3 separate regions of the Mus musculus genome follow, and all the other regions are linked to region 3. The links are chromatin contacts, called in public promoter capture Hi-C maps. All regions are on one chromosome and are shown on one strand. The core of a region is the stretch at or near the end of the contact, and the rest is flanking DNA. Distances in the headings are between cores, read along the strand shown. Region 1 overlaps Gm973 (predicted gene 973). Region 2 has its middle 30 kb from the start of Gm39646. Region 3 holds the start of Cdk15 (cyclin-dependent kinase 15).

The links. Promoter capture Hi-C pulls out the DNA fragments that hold promoters and counts their contacts.
Region 1: a promoter capture Hi-C map of embryonic stem cells shows a contact between it and region 3, with 9 times the contacts expected there. The contact joins the enhancer-like site here to the promoter of Cdk15 in region 3. A contact is called at or near these places in 21 of 39 promoter capture datasets (the C10 cell line, the HPC-7 cell line, HPC-7-derived erythroid cells and 13 more), 4 of 15 datasets of contacts at CTCF or cohesin (the G1E-ER4 cell line, embryonic stem cells and large pre-B cells), 60 of 484 Hi-C or Micro-C datasets (the AML12 cell line, the C2C12 cell line, CD4 T cells and 31 more), 24 of 115 datasets of contacts at active chromatin or transcription factors (PVALB interneurons, T-cell acute lymphoblastic leukemia, bone marrow-derived macrophages and 13 more) and 5 of 9 other capture datasets (adipose tissue, embryonic stem cells, liver and 2 more).
Region 2: a promoter capture Hi-C map of the HPC-7 cell line shows a contact between it and region 3. The contact joins the enhancer-like site here to the promoter of Cdk15 in region 3. A contact is called at or near these places in 24 of 39 promoter capture datasets (the 3T3-L1 cell line, 3T3-L1-derived adipocytes, the C10 cell line and 15 more), 40 of 484 Hi-C or Micro-C datasets (the AML12 cell line, B cells, the BV-2 cell line and 30 more) and 1 of 115 datasets of contacts at active chromatin or transcription factors (bone marrow-derived dendritic cells).

The regions. Positions count from the first base shown.
Region 1 is chr1:59,607,795-59,610,494 of GRCm38.p6, reverse strand. It overlaps Gm973 (predicted gene 973), which reads right to left. Exons shown (of 19, transcript NM_001357842.1): 11 at 2,690-2,700. Among named protein-coding and RNA genes, the nearest start is that of Gm33833, 11 kb to the left of the region's middle. Within about 2 kb of position 1,429, at least 51 of the 459 cell types and tissues checked have an H3K27ac peak or open chromatin away from gene starts, as enhancers often do. A contact at or near this core is called in the CH12 cell line, the G1E-ER4 cell line, T-cell acute lymphoblastic leukemia and 9 more, where this site is marked.
Region 2 is chr1:58,760,144-58,762,843 of GRCm38.p6, reverse strand. No RefSeq gene overlaps it. Among named protein-coding and RNA genes, the nearest start is that of Gm39646, 30 kb to the left of the region's middle. Within about 2 kb of position 1,298, at least 105 of the 459 cell types and tissues checked have an H3K27ac peak or open chromatin away from gene starts, as enhancers often do. A contact at or near this core is called in 3T3-L1-derived adipocytes, the AML12 cell line, the BV-2 cell line and 10 more, where this site is marked.
Region 3 is chr1:59,255,462-59,258,161 of GRCm38.p6, reverse strand. Cdk15 (cyclin-dependent kinase 15) reads right to left here and starts at 1,256. Exons shown (of 14, transcript NM_001033373.3): 1 at 1,064-1,256; 2 at 206-346. The coding sequence starts at 1,189.

The DNA.
Region 1 (2,700 bases), core at 180-2,679, 350 kb before region 3:
CTCATACTTTTTTTAAAAAATGTACTAATGTGTGTGTGTGTGTGTATATATATGCAATCCATGTAATACTGGTGACTGAACCCAGGGCCTCACACATCCTAGAAAGTGTTATAACACTGAGATGTATCCCTAGTATCTGGCTCACTCCTTATAATAAACCGTGCAGGTCACTACTGAATTTAAAGTAGGAAAAACAACATGACCATTAAGACCAAAGGGGAGAATTGTTCTTTAAACAGCTAAAAGCACTTCCTTGGAATTTCCTTCTTCTTGCCTTCCAAGACCGGAAAGCCTTTCTAAAAATTAGCATTTGTCATTGAGACAGGCACAGGCCTCCGGTGACTTTCTGCAGTGGCATTTCATTGCATTGAGAATGTCTGGCTAACCTCCGAGGACTCGGCCGGAGCCGGCCCTGGCGTCATGAGACAGGAAATCTGTTTTGACTGACTCAGTCATGGCTTAGCTTGGGCCATGTTCTGTGGTGCCTAAAGCCCCCGCTGCACTTGGCTAAGACGCTGGAGCCTGCCAGGGTTCGCATTCTGGATCTGTGATTTACAACAGGGACAATCTGAAGATCAGGGTACATTTTCCTGGCTAGTGTCACTCAGCTTTGAGCATGGAGGTGACAGAGCCTCATGTTAGAAGAATTCTTGCTTAAAATCCTGACCAACCTAGGCCTCATACTCCCAAAATATATTCTTATCAGATACCCACAAAGAATGACATTAAATATCAGTATAGGGCTGGAGAGATGGCTCAGCGGTTAAGAGCATTGGCTCCTCTTGCAGAGGTCCTGGGTTCTATTTCCAGCAAGCACATGGTGGCTCACAACCATCTGTAAGTAGGGTTGCAGGGGATCTGACGCCCTCTGTTGGTCTCCTCAGGCACTGCATGCACATGATACACAGACGTACATGCCGGTAAAACACCCATACACAGAAAATAAAAATAAATACATTTAGAAATAATAAAATCAGTATAAAATTATTTTTGAGTAGGATGGGAAGAAACAGTGGAAGATAAACAGGAAAGATCAAAACCTTCCACTTAAGGAGGCAGAGTCAGTGTTGTTTCACAGTTTGGTAGTGACCACAGAGGGAAGATATTAATTTGCTGCAATGTCCAAATTGAGGTTGGTATTTATTAAGGGACATCATTTTTTTTTTTCGTTCCTCATCACCGCTTAAAGAGTAAAGTTCTTTTACCAGTCCCTGAGGCAGAAAAGGATGCCAGGCGTGGAGAGGTGAAGGTGCTTGTAGCCTGCTACACAGTTCAGGTTCAGTTTAGTAGCACAGACCTGCAGCTGGGCATGCATTCGCTTGTGACTTTAAGGGGCCAGGAAAGAAAAAAGGCGCCCTCTCTGTGAGTCACATGGTTTAGGTTTCAGAGCCCAGGCTGGAGTTCAGGCCCGCTTGCTCCCTCTGCTGTACATTGTGTAGCAACAATAAGCACATGGCTTCTGTCTGGCCTGGAACCCACCCTTAGAAATGTAAGTGGGGCTGGAGAGATGGCTCACTGGTTAAGAGCATTGGCTTCTCTTCCAGAGGTCCTGAGTTCAATTCCCAGCAACCACACGGTGGCTCACAACCATCTGTAATGGGATCTGATGCCCTTGTGATGTGGCTGAAGATAGCAACAGTGTACTCATATACAGAAAATAATCTTGAATGAAAGAAAGAAAGAAAGAAAGAAAGAAAGAAAGAAAGAAAGAAAGGTAAGGGGTTTTCACTTCTGCAAGAAGCAATGACACCCACCTTTAATGCTAATAAGAGGCAGGGGCGGGGGCAGGGGCAGGGGGATTTCTGTGAGTTCCAGGACAGCCAAAGTCACACACTGAGACTGTCTTAAAACACACAAGCAAAACTAAAACTAAAACCGAAACTGAAACCATACCAAACCAAAACTAGAAGCTATAATGGGTAAGGAACAGTCCTGCTGCCAGAGCCCAGTGGGGTAGTAATATGCCTAGGTGCCCACAAAAGCATTGAGAGCCTAATTCAGTCTCTGAGCTATGAACTGTGAGTGCCTCCACACCCAGTGGCCCCAGGCTCAGTATTTCTTAGAACTACTACCACCCGTCATGATCAATATAAACTTGTTTTTGAAGGAAGCCTCCACCAAGGCACACTGTTCGTTTGAGAAAGGATCTCTCTGTAGTGCTGGCTGTCCTGGAACTAAGGAGACCAGGCTGGCCTTGAACTCCCAGAGATCTACCTATCTTTATCTCCCAAGTGCTAGGATTAAAGACCTGTGCCTCTTTGGCATTCTTGCCAGCCAGGGCTCTGGTCGACAGCAGCTAGGCCTCTAAAGAGAAGGTCCTGCTTTCTCGTACCAGCATGTCTGTAGGCATGGAACCCTAGCCGCCTCACCAGCATATGCACACCTCCATGAAAGCAGGAGGTGGAGAAGGGTGGATGCTTGGGGTGGGGGTGGGGTTTGTGTCTGTCCCCGAAGTCTCTACTCTTGTCTCAGTCTGCAGTCTCCAGCAGGAAAGAAATCTTTAAATAATGGAAGAACAGAAAACATGTCGCTTGCATTTGCATTCGACAGACAGAGGCCTCTGCTTCTAACTTCCAGTTCATGCTTTGAAGGGACATGGAAAGACTTCTCTGTTAATGGGTCTGAACAACACCGAGTTCTATCTGGGCAGTCCCAGTGAAAGGATTCACGAATCGCCAGCTCACTCTACCTTGGCTGTCT
Region 2 (2,700 bases), core at 49-2,548, 500 kb after region 3:
AGCCACCTGCCCCACACCTGGAGGCCAGAGTTTGAGCTTGATCATTGCTAATTTGCAACTGAATAGAGTACCTGGACGTCCACAAAGAAGCTTTTATCCTGTTGTTTTTCAACTGTCTCAACTTTGTTTTTTCAAGCAGATCCTTCAATGCCTTACAGCCTGTTTTCAGCAAGCATGCAGCTCCGCCTCCAGCAAGCGCAGGTGGCAGAAATTCATCGATATGAAGAAGCATATTGAGTATATATTGTGGCTGTGGTCTGATTTGGGAATAAGGTGTGCTATAAGAGCTGGTCAGTCAATGATGGGCAACCAGATTTCGGAACTATATCAATCTAAGACAGAGGTACATGCCAAGAGGCTGTGGTTTATTAGTAATACACCACAGAGCCATGTTTGTGCAAAATAAACACAAACAAGCTGCATATATTCTTCTTGAAGGATAAAAATTGTTCGGGAAAATCTGAGATTTCCCAAGCCAGGCGTGGCCGCCAGCCACCATAACTCCCAGGCAGGACTAAGCATAAACAATTTTTATGCCCAGTCCAGATAATTTTTAGTATATATTTAGGGAGGAATTGTAGCTTCCCTCAGCCTTGAAGCAGGCTGATTCAGACTTTACTGCCACTGAATATGAGATCATCTGGGGTGTAGCCTTCCAATTTAGATGGCTATATTGTTATGTCAACTACTGCTGCTCTTCTCTGAGACTCTACTACCTGCTGAGAGACCCTTGAGACATTCCGGAGACACATCCTATTATGCACATCGCCTACTGGCTGGCTCCAGGCACCAAGAATGGATTGGCAGGGGATGGGCCTCCCCTCTTTATAAGCACAGACTCTTAGTAAACTTTGGGGCCTTGATCAGAGAAAAATTTGTCTTGGCCTCATTCTTTTCTCGCCATCTAGTTTCTTTCAGCCCCAGCCTGCCTTTCAGGAGTACCTGGTTCATGTAAGCCACGGGTGGCTTACAGTTACACAAGGTAAGGGGATCCCCTCCCTTCTTTTGTCCCCAAGGAGTCTCCCTGCCTTTCTATCCTGGAATGAGCTTGGCCTTTAGTCTCAGATGGATCTGCCTCCCACTAAGAACTCTGGCACCTTCCTTTGTGAAGTAATCCACAGGAAGCAAGCCAGTGCACATGACATTTGCACACAAAGCAAGTGCTCTATAGACATTAACTCCTTCCCCTCCAGCCGCTAGGGGGTAGCCTCTTCCTGCTGCCACCAGGGCAGACCAGGAAGCTTGGTTTTAGCCAGGCTTCTGACCAATCCAGACACAATGTGGACTAGAAGCCAACTGCTCAGGGCACATGATTCTCCTTCCTCCAAACCTTTGTGGAAGTCACTGACACTACAGTGGGGAATGCCCTCCTCCACCTCAGCTTCCTGGGGCACTCAGTCCCCAAGTCTGAGTCACACCTGGCTCAATCACACCCAGTCAGGCAATTGTTTCTTATTGCCTGATTCAGTGCTTTGTCATTTATTAATTTTATTGTTTGAAAAATACCATTTGTGTTGATACTTTCTGCACACAAGGGTTATGAAAATCAACTGAATTGACATATGAGAAATATTTAAAACAGCTGCTAGTGCTCAGAGTAACACAAGTGGAGAGAAATATGTACGTGTGTGTGTGTGTGTGTGTGTGTGTGTGTGTGTGTGTGTGTGTGTGTGTGTTGGGTAGAGAGGAGAGAAAGAGAGAGTGGCAACCTGGTCTACAGAGTGAGTGCCAGGATAGCCAGGGCTACACAGGAGAAACCCTGTCTTGAAAAACAAACAAGCAAAAAGGACAAAAAAGTATATATTAAGGGAATTTGTTGTGATGATTTCCAGCCTGCAGTCCAACTAACCCAACAATGGGCAGCTGTGGATGGGAAGTCCAAGAATCTAGTAGTTACTCAGAGGCTAGTTGTTTCAGCTGGTGTTCTGTAGAAGTAGATTCCAGCACAGAGATTAACTTGCTGGCAAGTTAATGCAAATGGTGAAGAAGAGCAAATCTTTCTTTCAAGGTCCTTATGTAGGTCTCCAGCAGAAGGTGTGGCCCAGATTAAAGGTGTGAACCATCACGACTGATCTGGTTCTTGCTTTGTCCCAGGTTGACCTTGAACTCAGAGTTCTCCTTGCCTCAGTCTTCTGGGATTAAGGGTGTGTATTACCTTGCCTGGGCCTAAACTTTTCATGGCCACTGTGCCTCAAGATCTCCATGCCAAGATCCAGGTCAGAAACTTGTGTCTTCTAGTCTAAAGATCTTGATCACAGGTGCCCTCCAGTTTTGGATTGTAGTTCATTCCAGATATAGTCAAGTTGACAACCAGGAATGGCCGTTACAAGTATCATGGTGTAGCTTCCCTGTCATTTCTAGGAAACATAATCTCATAGCACAGCTGCAAGTCCCCGGCTTTTATAATGTTTCTGCTCTTCTTTCAGTGATGTTCCCCCAGTCTTAGGTGCAGGAGTTGTGTTGTAGATTTGTCCATTGGGGTTGGGCACCCCACTATCTGCTATTCTCTGTATTTGGGCCAGCTATGGTTTTCTAGGATGGTCTCTGTCTGCTGCATGAACCACAATAACAACCAGCTAACTCTGGAAGGTACTCCTAAAGGTGCAGTGGTGGCACTCATTTCTTGGTGGTAACCAACAGCTCTCTAATTGGACTTAAGGCCCATTAAACAGAAGTGCCAGTATCAAGCCTGGTACTGAG
Region 3 (2,700 bases), core at 7-2,506:
GTGTATGTGTGTGTCTGTATATGTGCCTGTGCATGTGTGTCTGTGTGACTGTCTCTCTGTGTGTGCATGTGTGTGTATGTCTGTGTATCTGTCTATGTGTAAGTGCACTTGCAAGCCCACACAGGCATCCCTGGAAGGTGAGGGCTAGCTTCCCTAGACAGGCACCCATGAAATTCTCCTTGATGCCTGTCAGCAGTTCACTCACCCATGGCAACCCCTGCCTCAGATTCTCTTCCTGAAAAGAATCACTGTTACTCCGGGGCCTTTTACTCTTCAACTTCTGGGCACTGGCAGCCTCCAGTCCCCTGGGGTGAAATGAAGCCGTGGAACTGGATGCTTCTGTTAGCTAGAGGAAAAGAACGTACAGGAGCAAAATGTGTACAAAGTCACAATGTGATGGCTGGCAAAACCTTTTCTTTGTTTTATTTGCCTGTTTTTGGTTTGTTTGTTTGTTTGTTTGTTTTTGGTTTGATTGTTTGTAAGCTTCCCACACCCCTGAAAGGCAGGTTTCCTGAAAGTCAGATCTCTTAGAGACAACCATGGTACCAATTACTGAAATACTAAATTTTTCCTTCACCTACACAGTTTAACCCAGTCTCCTTAAGGGTGTCTCCCAATTTCTTCATTTAACTCAGTTTCCTCCGTACCTGCCCACCTTCCTTGGTACTTAATGTAATGCCTTAGAATAATTTAGTAAGATACTGCTAATAATCACGAGCTAATTACTGAAACTGAGAATCCACAGCGGACCTACCGGTATGGCAGCTTGCCCTCTACAGTTCAGCCCTGCAATTTAGTGGCTCAGAGACGTCCAGAGAAGAACCACTTTCTCTATTTCAAGTCAAAAGCGGCCAAACCCAAGGCTTATTCCCCTCTTCTGGTTTACAAGTACATCCCCAAACTTGATAACTACAACCATAAATCCTCTGTGACTTTAATAGAATTTTCTTTTTATGAGTTTAGACCTACCGCAGAGGAATAAGACTCTGTTACAAAAGGGAGTGTCTGTCTGAATTGCTTGGTTTACTAATAAAGAAAGATGCTCCTCCCGGGATACGAGTACCTCGAATACAGCAGGCTCGGTGCTTCCAGGCTGGCTTCTCTGACAGCTGTGCGCCTCCCCTCCCTCCGAACGGTGGTAGCAACTGCATCCTGGCTGTAGCCTCTTTGCACACAGCTCTTGACCCATACTAGCCCAGGTTCAAGGAGAAAACCCGCCCTTGAACCTCTTCCCACCCGCCTCTTCTCATTTGCTCCCCCTCTGCCAGAGGTCAGCAGAGAGGAGCTTCTCTGTGACTCACACGAGGGCTCTGCCTGGAGCAGTCTCATGACTTCAGCAGTTTTAGCTCATCAGTGCAAAGAATGCATCAGAACCGCAGCAGCTAGCGCTCATGTGTGCACACTCAAAAACAAGGAGGCTCTGCCCGAGAGAATACAACTGGGCACACTGGAGTAAGCTCTCTCTCACTCCAGCCACAAGTCAGTTCTGTGGATACACTCGCTTTCCCAGAATGTGCATAACCCTAGTGTTTATTGGCCTACCCTGGGGCTAAAGTGGTCATGCTGAGGGGTGTTCTATCCCTTGCTTTCATCTGAAAGCCTCTTGGGTTTCAAACTTGTTTTTCTTTTGAGGCAGTCTCTCCCAGCAGCCCAGCTAGTTTCCAAGTGGAGGTAATCCTCCTGCCTCAGCTTCTCCAGTCCCGGGATTGCAGATGAGAGCCATCTGACTCAGATTGGTTTTTCCAACATTAAAATGAGTTTGCAAACTAGCCAACTTTTAGAGTCAAAGGAACCACAGAACGGTGGTATGGAAAGAGAGCTGAGGATTCTGACTCCTTCTCTGCCTCCAAACGAAAGTCAATCTCAGTCTGACAGGGCAAAGCTATTCCTTCAAACACTAGTGATTACCTGTGTTGCTAATACTCTACAAATAGTGGAGAGTCAGGGTGGAGAGCGGAGTTTGAGCTGGGTATGATGGACCCAAGACCTCTGGAAGAGCAGACAGTGCTCTTAACTGTTGAGCCATCTCCCCAACCCCCAGTGGCACACTTGTAATCTCAGTACTTTGGAGACTGAAACAGCAGGGTGATGAGTTCAAGACTAGTCTGGACTACATAATGAGATTCTTTTCAAATTTCAAATAAAGAGGAAACAGAAACTGTGTGAGAGTGTGGTGTGTGTGAGTGTGGTGTGTGTGAGAGTTTGGTATATGTGTGAGTGTTTGTGTGAGAGTTTGTGAGAGTGTGGTGTGTGTGAGAGTGTGATGTGTGTGTACATGCACATATCTCCTCATTCCCCCATTCCTCCCTTCCTTTCATATCAGTATAATTAATGTTTAGTGTCTATAAATACTATATTAGTACTTGGCATTTCTAGGAATCTAATCTGGATCAAACTGCTTTGTAGTCTGTGATTGTAGATAGAACTCTTTTTCTATGAGAGGTGCATAATATTATTTCCATCATAATATGTCAATCACAATAACATACACAACAATATGAGAAAGGGGGCTATGTGTTATCACAACAGTACCCTGGATAGTTAACTTCTGAACTTTCCTCCGTTAAATCTTTACTTTTATGTGATCTAATTGTAGTGGTTTGAATAGAAATGGCCCCCATAGACTCATACATTTGAATGTTTGGCCCATAGGCAGTGAAGGCATTAGGAGGTGTGGCTTTGTTGGAGTAGGTGTGCCTT